Linked DNA regions of Triticum aestivum: region 1 is linked to region 2. A link is a contact called in public Hi-C data. All regions are on one chromosome and are shown on one strand. The core of a region is the stretch at or near the end of the contact, and the rest is flanking DNA. Distances in the headings are between cores, read along the strand shown.

The links. Hi-C and Micro-C count contacts between places; a contact is called where the count stands out from the background.
Region 1: a Hi-C map of leaf shows a contact between it and region 2, with 9 times the contacts expected there. The contact joins the promoter of LOC123181025 here to the promoter of LOC123167492 in region 2. A contact is called at or near these places in 2 of 5 Hi-C or Micro-C datasets (both in leaf).

What each region holds. Positions count from the first base shown.
Region 1 is chr1D:209,197,911-209,203,061 of IWGSC CS RefSeq v2.1, reverse strand. LOC123181025 (probable phosphoribosylformylglycinamidine synthase, chloroplastic/mitochondrial) reads right to left here and starts at 2,490. Exons shown (of 4, transcript XM_044593235.1): 1 at 2,374-2,490; 2 at 901-995; 3 at 1-816. The coding sequence starts at 966.
Region 2 is chr1D:208,804,701-208,809,969 of IWGSC CS RefSeq v2.1, reverse strand. LOC123167492 (ribonuclease 1) reads right to left here and starts at 2,206. Exons shown (of 4, transcript XM_044585332.1): 1 at 2,009-2,206; 2 at 1,498-1,659; 3 at 1,206-1,395; 4 at 580-1,111. The coding sequence starts at 2,110. The coding sequence ends at 807.

The sequences.
Region 1 (5,151 bases), core at 1,241-3,740, 390 kb before region 2:
TTCATCAAAAGCCAGCCCCATTTTAAGATTTATTTCCTCCAGTGCTTCCCTTCCCTTTTCCATGACTGGTATAACACTGACAGGTTCTGGAACTACATCTGACCGGAATGATGTGAGCTTGCTAGGATAAACACACTCTGTCATCCTGTCATGAACCAGAGCAGCAAAGCTGTTGAGTTGGCTTTCATCAAGTGGGTCACTACCAGGCTGAAGGCACAAAAGATATCTTCTAGACCTCTCCAGGCGAGTTACTTCCATTAAAGATAGAGCTTTACAAATCGAGACAGCATTAGTCGAGAAAGCTGTCGAAAATGTCATCCGGGGACCGACCTCAACAAGGAAGGAATAAGGACTCATAGAAACCTCCTCCTCCAGAAGGCTCCCTGTTTGTAAGTTGTCAGGTTCATAAGTTTCTGCTAGGAGCCACTTAAGTGTTGCAAGCTTCGCAGAACTTAGTGAATCCTCCAACTCAACATTGAAGCATTGCTCAGTCTTTATATCAATAATATTAGAAGAAACCTTTGCCTGCACTTTCCTGAGTAACTCCTTGGCCTCACTCTCTTGAAGAAGTGGTTTGCGATAAAAGTGAATAATCCTTGAAACTAATTCCATGTCATCGACAGATGCCTCTATCAATGGACTATTAACTCCCCTGGATACTGCGGCAGTGAGAGCAGGCATTGTTCTGATATTTGGCACAATAGCCCTTTGATTAGGTAAACGGCAAAGATGACGTAGGTCCAGGCAATGTCGAACCACTCGTGGCCTTCTCAAGGGAAGGTGTCTTGTGGAGATAAAACTACTCCTTTGTTTTCCCTGGTACAAAAAGAGAAGAACATGAGAATGATTACTTGCCGAAAAGAGAAGCATATTTAGTTGATAATTCAACTGGGTGCATACCATATTACTAGGAAAGCTTTGAAGACGTAGCATATTGCTTCCCGTCATTTCAGCATGAGATGCCATATTCACGAAACCTAAGATCCTCCAAGAACCTGTGAACCACCGAACGGAAAATCAGGCATTGAGCCGCTGAGCTTAACTAAAGTTAGCTCTAAAAAATTAAAAACAACAAAATTATTTTGTGTCATTAGCAAATATTGAACTCGGGAATTTATTTCATTATATTTTTACGATGTAAGCAAAAAGGATATATGTACACACATACACATGTCAAGACCAAGGTCAATATGTTTGTTCATTGTTCCAGGATAGAAATCACGTTGAATGAAAATACAGTGGTTAGACTGTGCAACGAGAAACAAACAACTTGCTTATTTTATCGAAATATTCATGAAATTTTTAGTAGTTTCAGCATTCACATACTCACATAGACAGGGTTCTTTCATTGAATCGGAGAGTTCTCTTATATGAAATGAATAAAGTGGGTTGAAATCATAAGAGGGTCTATCAAATGCAAGATAGTTCAACTGTTTTTTGAATGGTCAGATAGTTCAACCGCAGCTACATGAGCGATTCAGCAAACCACATTACCAACCACACACACAGTGGCGAATCCAGGGTGAAAATTGAGGGCGGGCTCAAAGTTAACAGTGAGGAAAAAAAGCCATTTTCTCTCAATCCTTTAGTTCAAGTAAGGCCAAATTTTCCAAGAATACTACTGGGAACATGTAATATTTGCAAAGAAAAAAGGATCTGTTTAGCAAAAGATTCAATATCTCATATCCTATAATTCAAATAAGCTAAAAAAATCCTAGATTACTAGGTACATGTAGTGTTTACTGGATCTTTCTAGCAAAATAGCCATAGTTTTGAACCAACATGTTTGACCATACTGTGTTGGGTTCGGGAATAACAGAAAGACATTTGAATTACTAGCAAAACAACTGTGCAAAGTCTTTCTATTCATTTCTACAAATAAGAACCGAAATCAATTGATGGACTAATTACAACTACTACTAACTAGCTAATATAACTAGTTGCCACAGAATCGGTTCTAAAATCTTAACAACCTTCAGAAGTTCAGAACAATGCAGCAGCCGGACGACCAGAGCACGGCGCCGGAGCCGTTGACAACCGCAAGTCAGCGGAGGAAAATAGGCAGAGCAAGCCCCCCGCCGTCGCTGACGGACCAGACGAGCAGTGTTGCCGAACTGGTTGCAAACGGTGATGCCGCCGGGCGCCTGCACGTGGTTGCGTGGGTGACCACGGCGATGAAGGGGACTAGGGGAGGTCGGCTCTCAGCCGGTCGCCGTCGGGAACGGCGCGAAGACTGCGGCCAGTCACTGCTTCCGGCAGCGGCTACGTCGATGGCGTGCGGACGGCTAGGCTAGGGACTAAGGTGGTACGGAAGAAAGGGCAGCGCAGTGGAAGGAACGGAGACCGGCGCCGGCGACTCGAAGGGCGGCGCACCTGAGCGCGTGCGGACGAGGCGGCGCACAGCGAGGACAGGGACAGCAGTATCGGGACGAGCGGCGGCCGAATAGGGATTCTTCACTGCCTTTTGTTTCCCTTATTCTTGGGCCGTTGGAGTTGCGCCTCTGCATGATTGGGCCTCTGGCCGACGAGGTCATGCGGCCTACAGCTTCTCAGGAAACAGTTTCTCTCGAGTCATCACTAGAGAAAACGGGAGAAAACGTTTTTTTCCCAAAAAAAATAGAGAAAACGTTTCCCCTCACGTTAGGGTTTTTCTCCTCGTGGCGACGACTCCAGCCGCCATTGAGATCGACCTTCCCCTTCCTTCCTCCTGTTGGGAGCAAGAGATAGGAATCACCGCTCGGTGACAATCTTCATCGGGCAAGAGCAACAAGATGAGCGAGAGGGCTTCGGCCTCAGGGTCAGGCTCGGGAACAAGTGATGCGGAGGCGGTGATATGTGAACTAGCGCTCAAAGAGGATGATCTAGTGGACGTGGTGGTGGAAGAGGACGAGCTGCCTCCAGAGGCAACTCGATGGATGGCGATTGCGCGGGTGCACATGGAAAAACCCTATAGCCAGTACTGGTTTTTTAGAAACATGCGAGTGGCTTTGGATCTTGCAAAGGAGGTAAAAATATGGACGCTTAATGATAATCTATATACACTGCAATTCCAATTCCTGGGAGACCGGGAACGAGTGACCGTGGGCATTCCGTGGCAATGTTGTTGTCCTTGCAACATATGATGGGTTCACAAAACCATCGCTTGTACTACTAGATTCCATTGAGATATGGTGTCTGATCCATGCTCTACCTAATGGGGGAAGTAATGGTTTTGTACTATAAATAGTGGTGGTGTTGGCATATTTGGTGCACCAGCCTTACACAGTTAGTGGTGGCGTTGCTTTTTAATATTGTGGGCCTAGTTGTACTGACAATGCACAAGTTAGTGGTGGCATTGGTATGAACGCCGTAGGTAATTAGTCTACTGTTGGCGTCATGATTCCTCGTACGCCAGAAATAATGTTTGCCTTTTTTTATTAAGGTAAGAATATTATTTGAATTAATTTATCATGTGTTTTAAGTATTTATTAATTATAATGATAAAAAATATCGGTATTACTTTATTAAAGTGATAATATTATTTTGTAAATGGTAAACATTTATATTATATTTTGAGTCTTTTAATTGTTTTACCTTTTTGTTGTTTGCAAATGGTGAACATTTTAATATTGTATTTTTAAGTCTTTTATTATTTTTTGAGTCTTCTAGTTGTTAAAGTAAGAATATTTATTATGTGTCTATTATATTTTGAGTGCTTTTATTATTTTTTGAGTCTTTTTGTTATTAAACTAAGAATACTTATTTTGAATATTTTATTATTTTGGGTCTTTTTATTATTTTGGACTCTTTTTATTTTATGAGTCTTTGTCTTTAGGTGGTGGTGTTGCTTTAATTTCTCTTCTGGCTCACTAGCCTATTGGGCCTAGCCCAACAATGCATCTAATTCCGACGATCTCCGGTGCTGAGGTACACATCTACACCTCCCCCTTTCACTGTCGGATGTCGTAGAACAAGTCAATTTGTTTTTCCTCTCCTTGAGGTCAGCCCGGTTTGATTCCCAATGCTAGGGTTTCGGCGATGAAGACCATGGTAGGCGACGACGACGGAGATGCAGGGAGGCGACGACGCGCCTCGGCTCCAATCCTCGGTGAGCATCTCCCTCCGATTTTCCAATCAACACCACGACCATTTAGGAGCCACATCCATTTAGACCTAGGACAATTTGAGGAAGCCCATCATTGGAATATACAAGCCAAGTTCTATAATGAAAAATTCCCACTAGTATATGAAAGTGATAACATCGGAGACTCTCTATCATCAAGATCATGGTGCTACTTTGAAGCACAAGTGTGGTAAAAGGATAGTAACATTGCCCCTTCTCTCTTTTCTCTTATTTTTTATTTGGGCCTTTTCTCATTTTTTGGCCTCTTTTTTTCATCCGGAGTCTCATCCCGACTTGTGGGGGAATCATAGTCTCCATCATCCTTTCCTCACATGGGACAATGCTCTAATAATGAAGATCATCACACTTTTATTTACTTAAAACTCAAGAATTAAAACTCGATACTAGAACAAAACATGACTCTATGTGAATGCCTCCGACGGTGTACCGGGATGTGCAATGAATCAAGAGTGGTATGTATGAAAGAATTATGAACGGTGGCTTTGCCACAAACACGATGTCAACTACAAGATCATGCAAAGCAATATGACAATGATGATGCATGCCATAATAAACGAAACGGTGGAGTTGCATGGCAATCTATCTCGGAATGGCTATGGAAATGCCATAATAGGTAGATATGGTGGCTGTTTTGAGAAAGGTATATGGTGGGTGTATGGTACCGGCGAAAGTTGCGCGGTACTAGAGAGGCTAGCAATGGTGGAAGGGTGAGAGTGCGTATAATCCATGGAGTCAACATTAGTCATAAAGAACTCACATACTTATCACAAAAATCTATTAGTCATCGAAACAAAGTACTACATGCATGCTCCTAGGGGAAGGGTTGGTAGGAGTTAATCATCGCACGATCCCGACCTCCACACAAAGGATGACAATCAAAAAAAATATCATGCTCTGATATGTCTCCATCGTATCTACTTTTCTAAACACTTTTGCCCTTGTTTTGGACTCTAACTTGCATGATTTGAATGGAACTAACCCGGACTGACGTTGTTTTCAGCAGAATTGCCATGGTGTTATTTTTGTGC
Region 2 (5,269 bases), core at 957-3,456:
TGTAAAATTACCTCACACGTACGGTGGAAGACAAACTTCCTTCCCCAATAATGTAATATTACTTCAAAGCTTTTTTTTTTACGTTTTTAAGTTATGGTCGTGGAATTGGAGTGGGACTCACCCAAGGTGACGAACAGCGCGACCTTATTCTACACCGGAGGTAATCTTACAATCGTTTCATAAATAAATTACATTTGGAATACAAATACTTACAATCATATTGATTCACTGCGTAAAAAATGGCATAAGAAAGCAAGAATATAGGTCATAATACCAGAAAAATTGATTTTCATGTATTTTACACTATGTTTTTACGTTTGTCATTTTACGTAACATAAAATATTTTTTCTGATTATTATATATTTTCTTAAGTTCTCTTTTTACGTATGAAATAAGACAAAATTTACGAAACGTAAAATTACAATGCATTAATGTTAAAATAGACAGGGATGAAGAATAACTATTCCTCAGGGTGTTTCGGCGTAAATTGTCAATATATATAGTGTTACTATTTATCACACAGGTGCAGAATAAGTTATTCTTCACACACACACTCGAAAGAAAAAAAACAAATTAATGTACTATTGAATTAGTATTATTATTCATGAAAGCGTTACAGATCGACTTGGTAATCAACATTGCGGTACCCTCGGATTACATTATTATCACACCACGCGCGAGATGAACGTCCGGAAAGGCAAGAACATTATTCCATGCTTACTAGTAGTATTTATTATTCGCTGGAACGCAACTCACAAGACGAGACCGGTCAAGGGCCCGACCGGCTACCGATCTGCAGCTGCAGCTCAGTATCCCATGGCGGCGCCGGCCATCTCGAATGCTTCGGCGTAGGACACCGAGGACGCGGCCTGCTTTAGCATCCACTTCTTGAAGGGGTGGAAGAGGATCTCGTCGGAGCACGTGAACTTCTGCGGTTTCGGGCACTCGATGAGCGTTTCGGCGTCCCTGGCCACGCAGATGAAGATCTGGTACAGCTGGAACTTATCGAACGGCCCTTCGCTGCACTGGATCACCGGCGTCACGCCGGTGCCCGCCTGGATGACCTTCTTGATCTTCTCCAAGCTGTACAGGCCAAAGTCCGGCTTGATCCCTGCAATGACAATACCAATACGTACTCAATCAATGTGATGATTTCCTTTCCAAGAAAACGGCAGTCATGAGCCATGGATGCATGCATGCGTCACCTTTGGAGACGAGGCGAGAGAGGGGGTTGATCTTGCTACGGAGGGCGATGGCGGCTTGGAAGTAGGCCTTGTCGTCGAGGCCGGAGCAGACGCCGGACGTCTTCCAGGCGCTCTTCCAGCTGCTCTGGCCGTTGTTGCTGGGGCACTTGATGTTGCTCCAGAACTGCCTCAGACCGCTGATTTCCAGAATCTGCAGTAAACGCAAAACATTGCATGCATCACAGTGGTAAGAATCCGCAAAGCGCTGGACAGAAATTAATTACCTCGTCATAGTTGAAAGCAAATTAGTTACCTCGTCGGAGTTGAGAGGAGTGCTGCTGCAGCTGGTCTCGGGGGCGTCGGTCGTCGCGTTGAAGACGGTAAAGCCCGATACGTAGAAGTCGGCCGCCGGCACGACAGGGCTCTTGGGCATGCAGCATCCGCGGGTGGTCTGCGCGCAGTATGCTCCCGGCCACTGTGTCCATGGATTATTACATCGCGGGTGAGTCATGTTTTAGAACCATTATTATTCTGGATGATGAGAGCTTTTCAATGGTGAAATACTAGATTAACAATATAGTATATATAACCAATGGCCTCGACAAACAGGTGGTCCATAAAACCACGTGCATGATAATCTCGCATGTCCACATCCGTCAAGATGGTTCGTATCACACATACTACACGTTTTAGGTGAGGCATATGCACGTACAGTGAACAACTGAATGCTAACTATCATGTGTAGAAATTTTGAATGATGTAATAAATACAAATAAAAACGAATAAAAATTGCCACTATGTTGTCATGCTTTGCACGTCCATACCATTAAACCAATCTGGTAGTAGGTACCAGAATCAGAAACGGCAATGGCAGGGGAAGCTATCAGCATGCCAAGAAGGCACAGGAGTGCTGTCCTGAAAGCCATACCGAAACCTTGCTTGGTTTCTGTCTAACAAACTTTGCTCGCTAGTGCGCTTATTTGGACACCGAGAAATGCCTTGGTGAGGAGTGACTACGGGGTGCAAGGGTATTTATAGGACGTTGGGCATGCCTACCGTCCCCCCTCATTTCATATTTTTTGTGGTGCGTATATTGTGCCCCATTCTCGTCCACACGTCTAAACGATAAGATCTCTTATACTCCGTAGACAGTAGTACTGAAATAACAACTTGATAACTATACTTCCTACTTCCCCCCCCCCCCCCAAAAAAAGACATACACTTCAGTATGGTTTTGAACTAGATTTACACAATAGTTCCTGATACGGAGGTATTACCCCTGTAATTCCGTTACCCTGGTATAATGTGTTAGATGTGTATAGGTCCTCTCTGTAGCTCCCCAGCGTATAAAGGGCTTTTCTGCACTTTACCACATCTATATATGTATTGGCCTTTGGCCCTTAGTAAAGTCAGTTGCTGAATATCCAACATGGTATCAAATGCTAGGTTAGCCCCTCCCTCCCGCACGATGCAACTCCGTGCACCTCGTACCTAGTCTCCGGCCGCCGTCTCCGGCAGCCACGCTGCTGTCTCCGGCCACCGTCTCTCTTCATCCTCTGGCGCAGCTCTGCTCCGCCCCGGCTCGGTCGCTGCTTCGCGTCCGGCTCGGTCGCTGCTTCGAGTCCGGATCCGCCCCAGCTGCCGCTGCTCTGCTCTGTGCCCTCCACGGCCACCGCATCTTGGATCCACTGGCCGCTTCGGCCCTGCTCTGCCCCGGCGCAGCCCCTACTACTGCTCCGCCCAGGCCGCCATCTCCCGGCCGCCGCTGCTCGGATTTCCCGGTCGCCGCCGCTCAGATCTGCCGGCTGCTGCTATTCTGCTCCAACCCAGCGCCGCCGCCGTGCTTCCGTCCCGGCCTGGTTGGCTGCCGACCCCAGCAGTCGCGCCTTGGCTCGTGCCGTTCGCGTTTGGCTCCCGACCCCCGCTCGTTGACTTCCTCTTCGTGAGCGGGGCTCTGAGCTGTTCGGCCCTCTTGCTCCGGACTTAGTTCGGGCCTCTCCGTCCGGATTCAGTTCGGGCCTCTCGCTCCGGACTCAGTTCGGGCCTCTCCGTCCGGATTCAGTTCGGGCCTCCTCCAAAAAAAAGGAGTGACTTCTCCATGTCCTCTTCAGGCTATGTCGATGTTGTTGGGGAACGACGCACACGCAAGATCATGGTGATGCATAGCAACGAGAGAGGAGAGTGTTGTCCACGTATCCTCGTAGACCGAAAGCGAAAGCGTTAGCACAACGCGGTTGATGTAGTCGTACGTCTTCACGATCCGACCGATCAAGTACCGAACGCACGACACCTCCGGGTTCAGCACATATTCAGCCCGATGACGTCCCTCGAACTCCGATCCAGCCGAGTGTTGAGGGAGAGTTTTGTCAGCACGATGGCGTGGTGACGATGATGATGTTCTGCCGACGCAGGGCTTCGCCTAAGCACCGCTACAGTATTATCGAGGTGGACTATGGTGGAGGGGGGCACCGCACACGGCTAAAAGATCAAACGATCAATTGTTGTGTCTCTAGGGTGCCCCCCTGCCCCCGTATATAAAGGAGCAAGGGGGGAGGTGCGGCCGGCCAGGAAAGGGCGCGCCAGGAGGAGTCCTACTCGCACCAGGAGTAGGACTCCCTCCCTTTTCCTTGTTGGATTAGGAGAAGAGGGGGAAAGAGGTGGAGGAGAAGAAGGAAAGGGGGGGGGGGCGCCGCCATCCTCTCCTTGTCCTATTCGGACTAGGGGGGAGGGGCGCGCGGCCCTTGCCCTGGCCACCTCTCCTCTTCTCCACTAAGGCCCACTATGGCCCATTAACCCCCGGGGGGTTCCGGTAACCCCTCCGGTACTCCGGTAAAATCCCAATTTCACCCGAAACACTTCCGATATCCAAATATAGGCTTCCAATATATCAATCTTCATGTGTCGACCATTTCGAGACTCCTCATCATGTCCGTGATCACATCCGGGACTCCGAACAACCTTCGGTACATCAAAACATATAAACTCATAATATAACTGTCATCGAAACGTTAAGCGTGCGGACCCTACGGGTTCGAGAACTATGTAGACATGACCGAGACACGTCTCCGGTCAATAACCAATAGCGGAACCTGGATGCTCATATTGGCTCCCACATATTCTACGAAGATCTTTATCGGTCAGACCGCATAACAACATACGTTGTTCCCTTTGTCATCGGTATGTTACTTGCCCGAGATTCGATCGTCGGTATCTCAATACCTAGTCCAATCTCATTACCGGCAAGTCTCTTTACTCGTTCCGTAATACATCATCCCGCAACTAACTCATTAGTTGCAATGCTTGCAAGGCTTAAGTGATGTGCATTACCGAGTGGGCCCAGAGATACCTCTCCGACAATCGGAGTGAAAATCCTAATCTCGAAATACGCCAACCCAACAAGTACCTTCGGAGACACCTATAGAGCACCTTTATAATCACCCAGTTACGTTGTGACGTTTGGTAGCACACGAAGTGTTCCTCCGGTAAACGGGAGTTGCATAATCTCATAGTCATAGGAACATGTATAAGTCATGAAGAAAGCAATAGCAACATACTAAACGATCGAGTGCTAAGCTAACGGAATGGGTCAAGTCAATCAAATCATTCTCCTAATGATGTGACCCCGTTAATCAAATGACAACCCATGTCAATGGCTAGGAAACATAACCATCTTTGATTAACGAGCTAGTCAAGTAGAGGCATACTAGTGACACTCTGTTTGTCTATGTATTCACACAAGTGTTACGTTTCCGGTTAATACAATTCTAGCATGAATAATAAACATTTATCATGATATAAGGAAATAAATAATAACTTTATTATTGCCTCTAGGGCATATTTCCTTCAGCTGTCGCTCGGTGCTCGGTGATCTTTGATGGCACCAACTATGCTGAGTTTGTGGGTTTCATGTGCATCCATCTGCGCGGTCTTCTTCTATGGGGTGTTCTCTGTGGCGAAGTCCCTTGTCCGCCATGCCCTGTTGCGCCTGTGGCCCCAATTCCACCAATGCCGTCGGTCCTTGCTGCTGATGCTTCTCAGGCTGACCGGGATGCCGCCAAGGCCCTAGATGATGCTGCGGTTGATGC